2 separate regions of the Drosophila melanogaster genome follow, and region 1 is linked to region 2. The links are chromatin contacts, called in public Hi-C maps. All regions are on one chromosome and are shown on one strand. The core of a region is the stretch at or near the end of the contact, and the rest is flanking DNA. Distances in the headings are between cores, read along the strand shown. Region 1 holds the start of Sgt (small glutamine-rich tetratricopeptide containing protein). Region 2 holds the start of CLIP-190 (Cytoplasmic linker protein 190).

Region 1 (6,650 bases), core at 1,734-4,233, 87 kb before region 2:
TTCTAGGTGCTCGGTGGTGGCTGATTGCCCGGCTGCTGTTCATTGCCAGGATTTGCGTTCGAATTGGGAAAGCCAGTCAATTGGCTGGTCATGTTATAGATCATTTGCACCATGTCATTGGGCAGGGTCGGGGCATTGCCGCCGCCGAACTGCTGGCGAATGGTGTTCATGATCATTGGATTCTGAAGCATCGACAGCAGCTGCTCCACGTCGATCTCGGCGTTGTTGAACAAATTCCTAACCATTGGCTGGGACAGCATGTTGATTAGGTCTTCCCTTAATCGCCCCGTTTGGGGCGGCTGGTTCCTGGCGTTTCTGGCCGCTTCCAGGTTGCTCTTGTACACCTCGTTGTCCGGTTCCAGCTCGATGGCCTTGGCGTAGGCCTGTTCCGCCTTCTCGAAATTGCCCATGTTGGAGTACGCCACGCCCAGGCGGCAGTACGCCTTGCTGTAGTTGTTGTTGTACACCAGGGCGGACTTGCAATCGGTTACGGCGCGTTCGTTCTCACCCAGCCGGATGTGGGCCGCAGCCCGATTGCAGTAGAAGATCGGATTCTTGGGATCGAAGGCGATGGCACGATTGTACTGCAGCAGTGCTTCATTGTACTTGTTCTCCTTCATCAGCCGGTTGCCCTCGTTCTTGATGGATTCGGCCAGGGCCAGGGATTCCGGATTGCGTTCTGTATACAGCGACTGGAAGAGCTCGAACATGTCAATGTTATTGGGAACGGCGGCGGCGGCGGCGCCGATACCAGCACTTCCGCTGGCCACCGCATCATCGTCCGGTGCGCTCGCAGTGCTGCTGCTCTGTGTGGTGGCCTGCTCCTCACCAGCCGCAGCCGGCGCTGCCTCCACATCATCGCCCAAGTCAAAGGCCGCCTGCAGGCACTGGATCGCCACCTCGATGCTTTCGGTCTGGTCCGGCGACATCACGTCCCCCTGCTTCTTCAGGTAGTCAATGAAGCTACGCACGAAACTCTGCTGCACTGCGTCCGGCATTTTGGTTATGCTTTAGATTTCTGTTCGCTTAATTTCGATCGACAGACAAGTTGAAAAGTAAATGTGATTAGGCGAAATGTGAATATAAAATCGAGTATCGATGTGCTACATGGCCCGATAACTTTTGAGACATATATCGAACATTCTGATAGTATGGGAAATGCTGACGCTGTTTACAAACTTTGGTTTCAGCTTAAATTATATTTATATTATATATTTTTATATAAAAATAAATCTGTTGCTTCAAGCATTTTAAATAAAATCATACCCTTAGTAGTGGAAACGCGATTATTATTACCAACGCGAGGTTTGGGTCCGAGCTAAGCGCATTCTTAACGCTTTTCTCCACACCTCTCCGCATTATCGAAAGTTTTGCCTGCGGTCGCACTGAAATTCCGTCACAAACATTGCCAAGAATCGACGTGATTGCGGACAAAATTTTGTTTTTGCACTTGCTTGAAAATTTCGACTCCATCGACGACCGCAGCGATTGGGCCTGATATATACCGCATTTAGCCGTCTACGCCGCAATTGTGCAACGGATAACGAGAATACGCGAAGAGCAGTCGTGCGAACGGGGAAAGTGCAGGGAAAATGGGAAAAACTCCCACTTTGCCAGCGAACGAAAGGAAAGGGGAAATTGTGTGATGTCATTTCGGCTGTTTCTTTTCGAGTTAATTGAAACAACTTCCTGCGCTGCGTTTTCAGTTTCTGCTGCCAACTGTTTTATACGCGCCTATGTGTGCGTACGGCAGTGCGCTGGTGTGTGTGTGTGACTTACAGGCATATATAAATATAGTGCAGAATTATTTGCCGTTAAAAGCCCACGGTTAATTGGCCATTAAGCGCTGTTTAATTTACTAATTTAGCGCGGTGAGTGAAGAGAGGAGAAAACCCGCAGCGATACCATTCCACACACACACACACACGTTCGCATTCAAACGGAAAAGAGAAAAGGTGAAACGCACGCACACACACGCAAAAAGCACACCGCGAGTGGAGTTGTGTGAGTGTGGGGTTTCGATAAAAAAAATTATTTTAAAAAAAGCACTGAAGTACAACAAAACAGTGCGGCATATACAAATCGACTTCTATCGATTTCCCTCCAAAACATAAAATTGTATCGAAAAGATTCCGCCCAGGATAGAAGCATCAACAGCAACAACGAGGAGATTCACCTGCCCACGGGCAGCTGTACCGTCCACCAACACCCACACCATCACCCCCTCCCCCGACCACTAAGGACACCATCCATCCATCATCATGTCCAGCGCCAGCAACAACGGCCCATCGGCGGACCAATCCGTGCAAGACCTGCAAATGGAGGTGGAGCGCCTCACGCGCGAACTGGACCAGGTGTCCTCCGCCAGCGCCCAGTCCGCCCAGTACGGACTGTCCCTGCTGGAGGAGAAGTCCGCCCTGCAGCAGAAGTGCGAGGAACTGGAGACGCTCTACGACAACACGCGCCACGAACTGGACATCACACAGGAGGTAAGTTTGCCTACAATTCTTCGCAGTTTTTAAATGCTCCAATGGGTTATATAGTAACCCGCCAATTTGGCCCCCTCTGTTGCTATGTTTTTCGATCTGTTTCCAAGCAGTCGCCGCTTATCGCCCAGCTGGCCCACTCGCGTACTCACACACACCTTGGGGCACACACACCTACATATTTAGACAGAGAAAACCTTTCCACAACGGCCAACAATTTGTCTTGCTGGCAAACTAACTCGCTCACCTGTTGGCCAGTTTGACTCTCTTTCGGCGAGTCTACCTATCGCTCTGCAAAGTCCGTCTGGTCTGGTCTAGCAGAAATAATTGGGATTCGCTCTCTGATCATGAAATCGGAAACTGGCTTGGCCATATGGTCACGTGCTGTTGTTTTGTATACCTTTAAATACAGTGGAACCGCTTGGGTCGATTGAAGATACTATTCAGTCCGCTAAACAAAACAATAAATAAACTAAAAAATGAAAAACACAACTTAACAGCTGAAAGAAAGCCTTTACGACCGCAAAAAGTATTTATGTATGTTTATCATAGATCATAATCGCTAGCCAAGTGTCCTTCTGTCCGTCAGTATAAAGGCCAAAAAAAGCCATGCGATGCCATTATTCTAGTGATCCTAGATGATATGTGTTGTTCAAATCATAAAGCGATCTTTAAAGTTAACACTATAGCATTCTCATTTGATTTGATTGAAAACACTTAAACATTTAAAATGCATTTGGCTGGCAGAATTATTTCATTGTTTCAAAATTATGTTTTCTTTGTTTTTTTATCTTTATCTTGTCTCCACTGATCACGCTCAATTTGGCATAAACATTGTTTTGGCCTATAAAAATTATCTCAGCTTTCAGTTGGCCGATTGCAGCACGGCCAATCTACTCTTGCCATTTCATTTTGCACCTTTATTCAGTGCCCAACTACCTCCACTTCCACATCCAACTCCTCCTTTTCTTCTTACCACCAACCTTCCTTTCCAATTAGTCCTCGTCATCGCCTGGCATTTCCTCTGGAATTTTCACAGGCCGTGGATTGTCGGGCTCTGAACTGCATTACCAGACGGCAGGGAAAAGTTGTGTCCTTTCCTCGGTAAAAATCAAATGGGGGAAGCAGTCTATACTCATTCAGCCGTCTATTATCATTTCGTGCTTTGGCTTTTTCCGACTGGTGTCCCAACAAGCTTCCTTTTTGGTTTGTTTTGCTTGTTGCCAAAAGAAAACGTTGGTTTAGGCCGATTTTGTTGGAGAAGGGTAAATAAAGCATACAGTAAATACAACTGGTTAAATAAAGATCAGAACAATTATACACATGTTTACTGTATTACGCAAATTAACAAAATCATTTGTTATTTTTAGATTTGATTTTGGTGTAAACATATAGTTCATATTCTTTAAGTATCCCCAATTAGCAAACAGTGCAATTAAAGTTCCATTAACCATGGGGCTAACAAAAGTTAGCTGGAATTAAAATCCTACGGGGGCGTTAACACCTGCACACACGCACACACACAATGCAGGCGGTAACACCTTTTTTACAAATGGGCATATGTATGTGCGTAATACGTATATGCGCATGCATTTTTATGCGCTTCGAACAAAAAGCCTGCCAATTAATTGTTGGACAGGTGGCAGTGCACTTGTAACGTAGCTTGATAGTTTCCAGCTTGTTGGATTTGAACTCAACTGAACTTTTACGAGAACACAAATAAAAAAATGAGTGCGAGGCCAAAAGAACCCTCCACCCACACACACACATTTATAATGGATGCTTAAAAATTACAAAAAAAATAATAGCAACGTCGACGACCACGTCACTGCGGGCATTTTCTGTGTCCCCACAAAAGTGTAAAAAAAGGGGTGAGGTTTAAAGGAAGCTATGTGGAGACTGGGCGACATATTTCCACTTGCAATCAAGATATCTGCCTCGGGCGACCCCAGCATAAAGTGACATAAATCAGCGGGCAGACGGCAGCGAAGGAGGGCCAAGTTTCCGTCTTGGGTTGGAAATTAGCTTACTGAAATTAACTGGGTATTTTCCAAAGAGCCCCAGGCGCAAAAAATTTTCCCATCGACTGCGTTTTAATGCAATAGAATTTCGATTAAACTGAAGTCATGTTTAGGGGGTTTATTTATAGGTAGCTAAGAGGATGGTTTCTTATAATATGGTTAAGAACTTGGTTCATCGAATGAGATATATGAGATATCCTTTAAAAGGTAGTCGATGCCATCTTCTTTACTTTTATTATTACTCCTAAATTAAAGGGTAAATGTGTTATGTATTTGCATGGAGTATCCTGGATTTTAAAACCAGAATTAATGCAATCTGCTGGTAAGTCCAATTAGGGAAGTGCTAATTTCGTTGCCATCACTGTGACTGCAAATTGGCAATTGCAACTGCAGGACCGCAATACAAATATTTACCCAGTTTTCGAGACGTCGGACGGTCGAAACTGTCAGCCGCATTTGGCAATTTATTCAGTTAGCTGGATGTGGAAATGGATGTGGATGTGGATGTGGATGGGGCGGGAAAACACGTTGTTGTTCGGGCGATTGTAACTGCGGCAATTAAAAGGCACCGAAACAAGGGCCATAAAACGAGCGACGAACGATGCAGTGGAAACAACACGTGTACGCCACGTAATATGGACGATGTGTCCTGTTTTGTGGGCGCATGTGAATGGGTTTTTGGGTGCGGGTGGTGGCCATATATCATGGCTCACATGGCGCCACCGCCAAGGACATCCCGTCGTCCGTTGGTCACATTCCAGAGCGCAGCGTAGTTTGGCATTCTGCTGCGGCTGGCCTGACTTTGCTACTTTCCGCCCCAAAAAGTTTTTAACACAAATTTAATAATTAATGGCATTATTTGTTCAGGTTTTTGTTTGCGGTTGGACCGAGTTTTTTACAAAACTTGTTAAAGTTTGTTGAATGGTCTTAAAAATTTATGAATTCTTTTGGTAGAATATAATTAATTCAATAAGAATTAAATCAGTTGGAAATATATAATGTAAAGCAGACAAATGTTTACCTTTTGCATCATTACGATAATCAAAGGAGTAATCTAAATCCTCCTCCGACACTTTGCCCAAATGCCTTCCTAATTTACGGTCTTGTGAGTCCTGCCAAATGCCCTTTATCCTTTTCAAATCCAAGCTAGACAATAACAATTAGAATCGTAGCGGCAACATGAAAGCCAGCGCCCAGAGGAAACGGAGTGGGTATGAGCAAGAAACACACAAAAAAAAAAAAGAAAATATGTACAATGATTTGACACTGATGCTCTGTTCTTTTGGCGCAAATTGCAATTCTATGGCAATCAAACTGGCAGTCAGCGGAGGAGGAGGAGCGGCAACTCCCGGACAGGAGCAACTGCAATAGCCACAATGGCGGCCGGGGTCGCAACGAATGGGTTAAGCGGGGCTGGCAAGGGTTAAATGCGCCGCTTGAGCACTGACAAAACATGTTTCCGTCGCTGTCGTCTGGCCTGGCTGAAGGGAAATGAGTGGGGAAAAAAGTGTTGTATTTCCCGCCAACTGAGGCCATCTCCGCCCGCTTTTCCGCAATGGCTCCTCCTCCGATTTTCCCCAATGAATTGCCAGCAATGAAAATGTAAATGCACACACAGACTTGTACTTTTCTGACGACGACGTCGTCGAGGACGATGATGATGATGATGATGAGCGAAAATCTGGGCACGGATGCAAGGGTAAAACTGTTGTGACAATTGCAGTTTTCCAGCGCAGCATTCTCGTCCTGCTGCATAATGACGCTGCAATTTATTTGCGTAAACTTTTTGGCCCCAGCCAAAGGCTCTGCGGGGAATTGGAGCACTGCCAGATGCAATGAGCTCGCAAAAAGGATGAACCGTCGCCGCCATCAACACGTCGTGGAAAGCTCTGCACTGACTTACTATTGGCTCTTAAATGCGCTTGAGAAATTTGCCCAGGATATAAGTATGTATGCACACTGTGTATATTATGCAACAACACAGGCACAGATACTCGCAGCAGGAGCAAATGGTTATTATGCCTTTTTATAGTTCCGCGCTTTCAAGGATTTCCCATGGCCCGCTGCGTCCATTTCGCATTTCCTGATGATGTTCGAAGCACGTTATTATGTAGTCAGTCTACTTTTTGTGGAATATTTCATC
Region 2 (6,255 bases), core at 1,663-4,162:
TCAACTATTTGGGACATGCGGTATATCACTTCGTTTTCGTTAATAATTGGCAAAATGCGGAATAATCTCTTTGATATGGCGATCAACACTGGCGTATTTGAAACAAATCAGCGTAGAAATTTAAATGTACTAAAGCAAAAAATTCGGAGCTATCAAAACAAACTGGACTTTCATTGAGCCAAGCAAACAGCTTAATTTCTGAAATAGGTTTAATAATTATGTGCAATAAACGACCAATAAACGATTTTAAAAATAATGTATAAATGGGCAAACAAACTAGTTACAAAACCAATCTAATACAAAGTGATAATCTAAATGATCACAGTGCACATAGCGCCGTGTAAACTATTTCTATGGATGCAAATTAAATACACCTCGTGACTCAGTTTTTTCTGTAACCCTAAACATTACAAATTTTTGTGTTTTTGGGTAAATTTACAGGGAATAAATTTCTACGATTTTGCGGTTGCATTGCGACTGTCAATCGGATATGGAACGTGTGTGCCGGCGAAATAGAAAACCCGTCAATCGATCCATGGATCGTTTGGCAGATCGTTTGCTATATGGGCCAGTGGGTCGTCGTATGTTGACGACTGCGGTGCGGTTACGTGCCTGAAATGAGCCACATTGGGCGGATCAATTAAATGGTAGCAGCACTTGCCTAATTGGCCATAATTCTCCTTACCAAAAACACTTTTCGGGGCAGCTCTATAATTATGATCGAGAGTTAAGAGTGGGCGGCAATTTGTTTTGTTTATTTTTGAATTGTGCGTTGGTGTTTCAAAACGATTAAATAATTGAAAGAAGTGAAGCATTTGTTTACCAAACGAAACAGTTGACGCTGGGAATTATTAATGGTTTCTCTTTAGAGAAGAATTTACACTAACTACGCGAGTTCTCGCCGAAATAATTGCAAGTTCAATGTAGTGCAAAAAGTGCACTCAAATGGGGTGGGGTCAGCGTATATGTATGTATATATTTAGCAAGTGAGTGGGTCTGTCATCGTTTCCATTAGATCATTGCATTCGCTTATAGTATACAGCAATCTACATCTTGTGGGTGCACATATATATATGTAGGCGGATGCTTGACTTGCTTGAGCCAAAGATGCAAACACAAAAGTAGTCAAATCTCGGGTATTGAGGGTAGAGAGTAAGTAAACTTGATGAAATGACCCCTTTACAATGTCAAACTTAAAAGTGCATTATTTAAACTCACCATTCTTTTTGGGTTTCTGTTTTCCCATTTGAATGTGGGTACATTTTTTAATATTAACCTTCATGAGTACTTGGTGATAGTATAGTGGTGGGCTATACTATTGAAACATATTTTACTGCGATATTTTCCGGAGAGCAATTCAATTATCAGACTTCTTCCAACTGTTTTATAAGTGAAGAACTCGCGTATAAAAGTGGAAATCGGTAAAAACCCCTTTTCTTGAATTGTGAAATTAATGTTCTTTGTTAAGATGTTAATATGTATGTGACAATGCACTGACAAGATTTTCAAAGGGGCTCTGGTTGAATTCCCATTGGTGTTCAGATGTGTTTTAATTTCATCTTGCTTTAAATTCTAGCTTGTAAAATGGATGATAATTAAACCCAGGGGATAATTAAGACCTTTAACTACTTTCAAAAATACTGCTCTTAGTAACATATTTGCTTTGAGCAATAATACTAACTGGTTTGCGTTGTTGCACAATGCGATTAGACTTACCTCTTGGTGGTGGACCGGATTTGGGAGTTGTGTGATTGCAGCACGGTCTTCCGATTTTGGAAACAGAACCCGTCGATCCAAAACTAGATGGTGCCTTCATTTTGCTGGGCTGCGGGATTCCGGTACCAGAAGTAGCGGGCGTGGGAATATTGGATCTGATGGGACCCGGTAATTTGGAGGCAGTGGCTCCTGGTTCCGGGTCCGCAGTAACTGGCGATGGAAAAGGGGCACTTGTCCCGCCCGAAGCGCTCGTATCATCACTCATTTTTTACTTTATTCTTAATAATCTTCACTTATTAGGACACACGCGTATTAAAAGTAAACGATTTAAAAAACTTGGGGGAAAAACAAGTGCAAAAGAATAATTTTTGGTAAAATAAATGGAATGCTGATCACTTACCTTAACAAATATATGTATAATTCGCTTAATTTGCTTTTATTTTATATTTTTGCTACAAAAATAAATGGATTTTTTTTATTTTTAGCTAGGTTTTGAACCACTGTTCCACTTTTGTTGTTGCTTTATTTTGGCGCGCAGGCAGCTATCTCACTCGCACTTAGGCGGCTGCTTTAAAACAGCTGACTGAGAGCAGATTTCTTTTCTTCTTTTTTTCGTTGAGCTTGAAAAACAAACAAGACCGCTTTTTGTTGTTGCTCTCGTTGGCCAGAACTTCGTTATATTTTCAAAAAATGCGGAACACAAATATGTATTGAATTAATTTTATGCGACTAACAAAATCACTCAAGGGTATTCTATTTATATAAATTCGTAACTTTTTATTTATAATTTTGTGTTGGGCTGCTTGCGCTGATATTCATCAGACTTAAACAAGATTAAATTGAATCAAATTGCTTATCAATTTGTGCATTTCACACACACACACACGCACGCTGTAGCTCTGTTCTATATTTTATTGTTGCTGCTGATTTGACACAGTTATAGAAGAGGGAACCATTAGAAGAGGGTGGGAAAAGGGACGCGAAAACGCACTCTTATTGGTGTGTGTTTACCGCACACACACACAGTACTTAAATAAACTGGAGTGCTTTACATACTGTGCTGTGCGAATACGATTTAGAAATATACGCGATTGGGATTTTACAATTTTACACAAATTTTAGATTTTTTTTGCACTTAGTTGGCGTTGCGTTGGAATTTTGTTGTTGCACTGAGTTAGCGATGGTAGCACAGCTCCAGTGCAGCGCGCCAATCGATAGTTGCGGCTATATTTTCCCGAGGTATTTTTAGAGTAATGCGGTCATACAAAAACACCCTGTAGGAAATTGGCGAATATTTATTCGTGAATATAAATATGTAAAATATGAAATTATGTCACCAATAATGGAAGCGTCGCTGAGCTTATTCAGATTTGTGATCTGAGCCCACACAACTGACAAATTAACGAATTTATAATTTAGTCTAACATGGTTTTTTAATATTCAACCAGTTTATTGCCGGGTTCCAATACCAGGTTACCTGGTCATTTGTTCATTTTTTCTTTAAGTAGTTATATGAAATGTTTCGGTGTAATAACGACTCAGTAATCTAATAATGCCCTAAATTTGAAGGGGCAAATGCTAAACGGTAGATCATTCTGAATAAACAAACATTACATTACATTATAAAATGTAAGATTGTTGACATTTCGAATTGCGATAAAAATGGAGCCAGTGTATCATCGGCGCACTGTGGTATTTTATCGATAGTACTCAAAGGCACGCCGATTTTAAACTAACAGCAACGTTTCCAGCGCTGCCCAAGTAGCATCCCATAAACCGATTCAGTTGTTTTTCGATTTTCGTTGTGCACTGTCGCTCGTCTGCTGCGTGAGCTTGTGCGTGTGTGAGTGCGCGTGTGTGCGAGGAGGCAAAGAAGAGGAAGCAAGAAGGAAGCCGCAAAAGGAAAATCCAATTCCGAGAAATCTTATCAATGAGCCAAGAAGACGTACACTAAATGAAAAATAATCGAGATGCGTGCGTTTCAATAGAGCAAATTTAGTTTCCAGTTTCGGTTTCTTTCGGCACTTCACTCCGTTTCCTTATCGGTGTGATAGTTTAGCGCGTGCGTGTGTGTGTGCAAGTGTGTGGAAGTGTCGCCACGCCTACACGGGAAATGGCAGCAACGGTTTACCAACGCCTACATAGCGTCGCAGTCGGCGTCGGCAGCGCCGCTGGCAGCGCCATCGGCAGCGGGTCGGCTTCCCTTCCAGGATCTGGAACAGGATCGGGATCTGGAATAGGCCACGCTGGAAACACCTCCTCCTCCACCTCGTCTGCCCTGCTTAGTCATTCCCAGCTGACGCGCTCCCTGGAAAGAATCCTGGAAGAAGCGCACTTCAGCGGCGAACTGATCCTGACCAATCGCAAGCTGAAGGACTTTCCCAGGACTGGAACGAAGTACTCACTTACCGACACTGTCATCGCAGGTGCGTACCGCTATTGTATAGTGTATATTCGTAAGGGAGAACAAAGAAAAGGTGTTCTTCAAGCCGGTTTCGTAGCTCCGGAAAAAATTGGGTTTTCATTACTTCCTAAGTAAAGTTTAAACTGTTCTTAATAATACTTAATGTACGAAGTTAATAACATTTTATTGGAAAAAGCATACATTTTTATATTACAAAGTTAAATGGTATTAAAGTTGATTAGAAAATTGTTAGTTATAAAGTTTTCTTTTGACGTCAGAAAAAGTAAAAGTAGAGTTTACATATGTACAAGTACTGATAAAGCAATTAAATTAGTTGCTTATCGAAAATGTTTGGCGTATGTGTATACCTTTAGGGTGCGGCATTTAAGCAAAGGAGGTTTGTTGCCGGTGAGCTAACGAAGTTTTTCCATCTCCATTGCAGTGGCGAATTTTCCTTTTGTTGCTTGAAAATCAATAATTTGCAGCAGCCGTCGGAGGTTCATCCTTTTCCTCCTTTTCTGTCCTCCCATCAGCTGCTCTTTCTCTCTGCGGCTCTCCCATTCTCTCCCTTTTCGGACTGCGCTCAAGGACAATAATTACCGCCGTTATTCGCTCTTCGCCACTTTGCACTATTCGTGTTATCCTTATTTATTTTTATTTTCGCCGCAGCCGGCACGAAAATTTTGTCGAAGTTCAACCAACTTTCGTTTTTGTTAGGACCAAAAAATATGCACCAGCGGAGAAATAGTAAATGGGAAATACCCACCCAGAAAATTCACCGCCCTCTCGCAGGACCCCGCCCCCTCTCACAGCTGCTGCTACCCTCGAACAGATGTTCTCACAACGGGACATGTCTCTCATCGATTTTCACTTGTGTTTGTTGTATACACATACAGTAAACGCTCTGAAAGGCGAAAGGATACGTAGATAAGGTTAGTTGTCATTCTAATCGCTGAAAAAGCGAGATATGGCAATTTTCCATCTAACAATACTTCACAGATCGAAGATTATGTTCATTGAAACGAGACAGATTATAAACTACAAAATTATTTTAGTTTATTTCTTTTAATTACTTACACAAAGTAAATTCCAACTATGAGATGTTATTATTAATTTTAAGACTTATTATGAACGTGGAATGTCACCTTTCAGAGGACGCACTGTATTTTGATGTATTTTCGGTGGAAATGTCTGGAATAGAAGGAAACTTTTTATTTTTGGACTGCGAAGATTAATTGCCGTGGAAGAGAGATAAAAATAAATTGTGTCATAAATTGAAAACTAATTTGGTAAAAGAATAGGGAAAGAATTCAATAAAAATTCCACTTAGCCAGTGCCTTGGATGATGGATAATACCGGAATTGAAGAGCAACAAAAATAAACAAAATTCTCAGTTTGTCTACCATTAATTCAATTAAAATTACATTTTTATAAAGCAAACATAAATTGACTAATTAATGAAACTGAATTGAACAATGCACTTCGATATTGAAAAGAGTACGTAACAAATTTCGGAAGGTTTCAATTAAATTTAGGATACTAGAAGTGTTTAAAGAGATAAAACTTAATCTCCCCCTAACCTAGGAAACATATTTTTAATTTCCTTCCAATCCACTCCGCTCCCCGTTTTCCGCCTACGTGACTTGATTTTCGAATTAAGCTGTGACAATCCGTGACTTATGGCCACGCGCTATTTGTTCGAAATGGGGAAACGATCCCTTCTTCTTTGGAAAACCCTTCCCCACATGGAGAGCCAACGAGCTTCCGGTTTTTCGTTCATTTTCGAATAAGTTTCATGCGTTTTCTCACCAGCAATTGAGTCATCGACTGCGAAGGCGTGACTAATTACTAATTAAAATGCTGGATTTTTGGTGTGAATGGACATGTGGAAAATAGAAAACAGGGGGAATATTGAGATACGCTGAACCTCTCGTTAGGGGTTAATCTTTGGGGAAAATATTTGTAAATACACCCTAGCGAAGAACCTCTACAAATTGCCTCTTCGAGAACAATGAAGCCACCCTCGGCGAAGGGTTTTCGCAAGTGGGGGCGGTGGACTTTAAGAGGTGGCAACGGCTCTTAGCCTTAATGGCTTGCAACCACAAGGGTTTCGAGTTTCCAAGAAATCGATGATT

Evidence for each region. A called contact is a pair of places that touch in the nucleus more often than the background predicts.
Region 1: a Hi-C map of the Kc167 cell line shows a contact between it and region 2, with 2.4 times the contacts expected there. A contact is called at or near these places in 11 of 107 Hi-C or Micro-C datasets (the D17-c3 cell line, the Kc167 cell line, the S2 cell line and 4 more) and 1 of 7 datasets of targeted methods (the S2 cell line).

What each region holds. Positions count from the first base shown.
Region 1 is chr2L:17,467,936-17,474,585 of dm6, reverse strand. Sgt (small glutamine-rich tetratricopeptide containing protein) reads right to left here and starts at 2,983. Exons shown (of 2, transcript NM_001259129.2): 1 at 2,734-2,983; 2 at 1-1,025. The coding sequence starts at 998. The coding sequence ends at 3. It overlaps BicD (Bicaudal D), which reads left to right and starts at 1,371. Exons shown (of 8, transcript NM_001273601.1): 1 at 1,371-2,489. The coding sequence starts at 2,262.
Region 2 is chr2L:17,381,357-17,387,611 of dm6, reverse strand. CLIP-190 (Cytoplasmic linker protein 190) reads right to left here and starts at 2,912. Exons shown (of 17, transcript NM_165213.5): 1 at 2,773-2,912; 2 at 2,117-2,168; 3 at 1,717-2,051. The coding sequence starts at 1,981. Lrch (Leucine-rich-repeats and calponin homology domain protein) reads left to right here and starts at 3,497. Exons shown (of 7, transcript NM_165212.2): 1 at 3,497-4,142. The coding sequence starts at 3,830.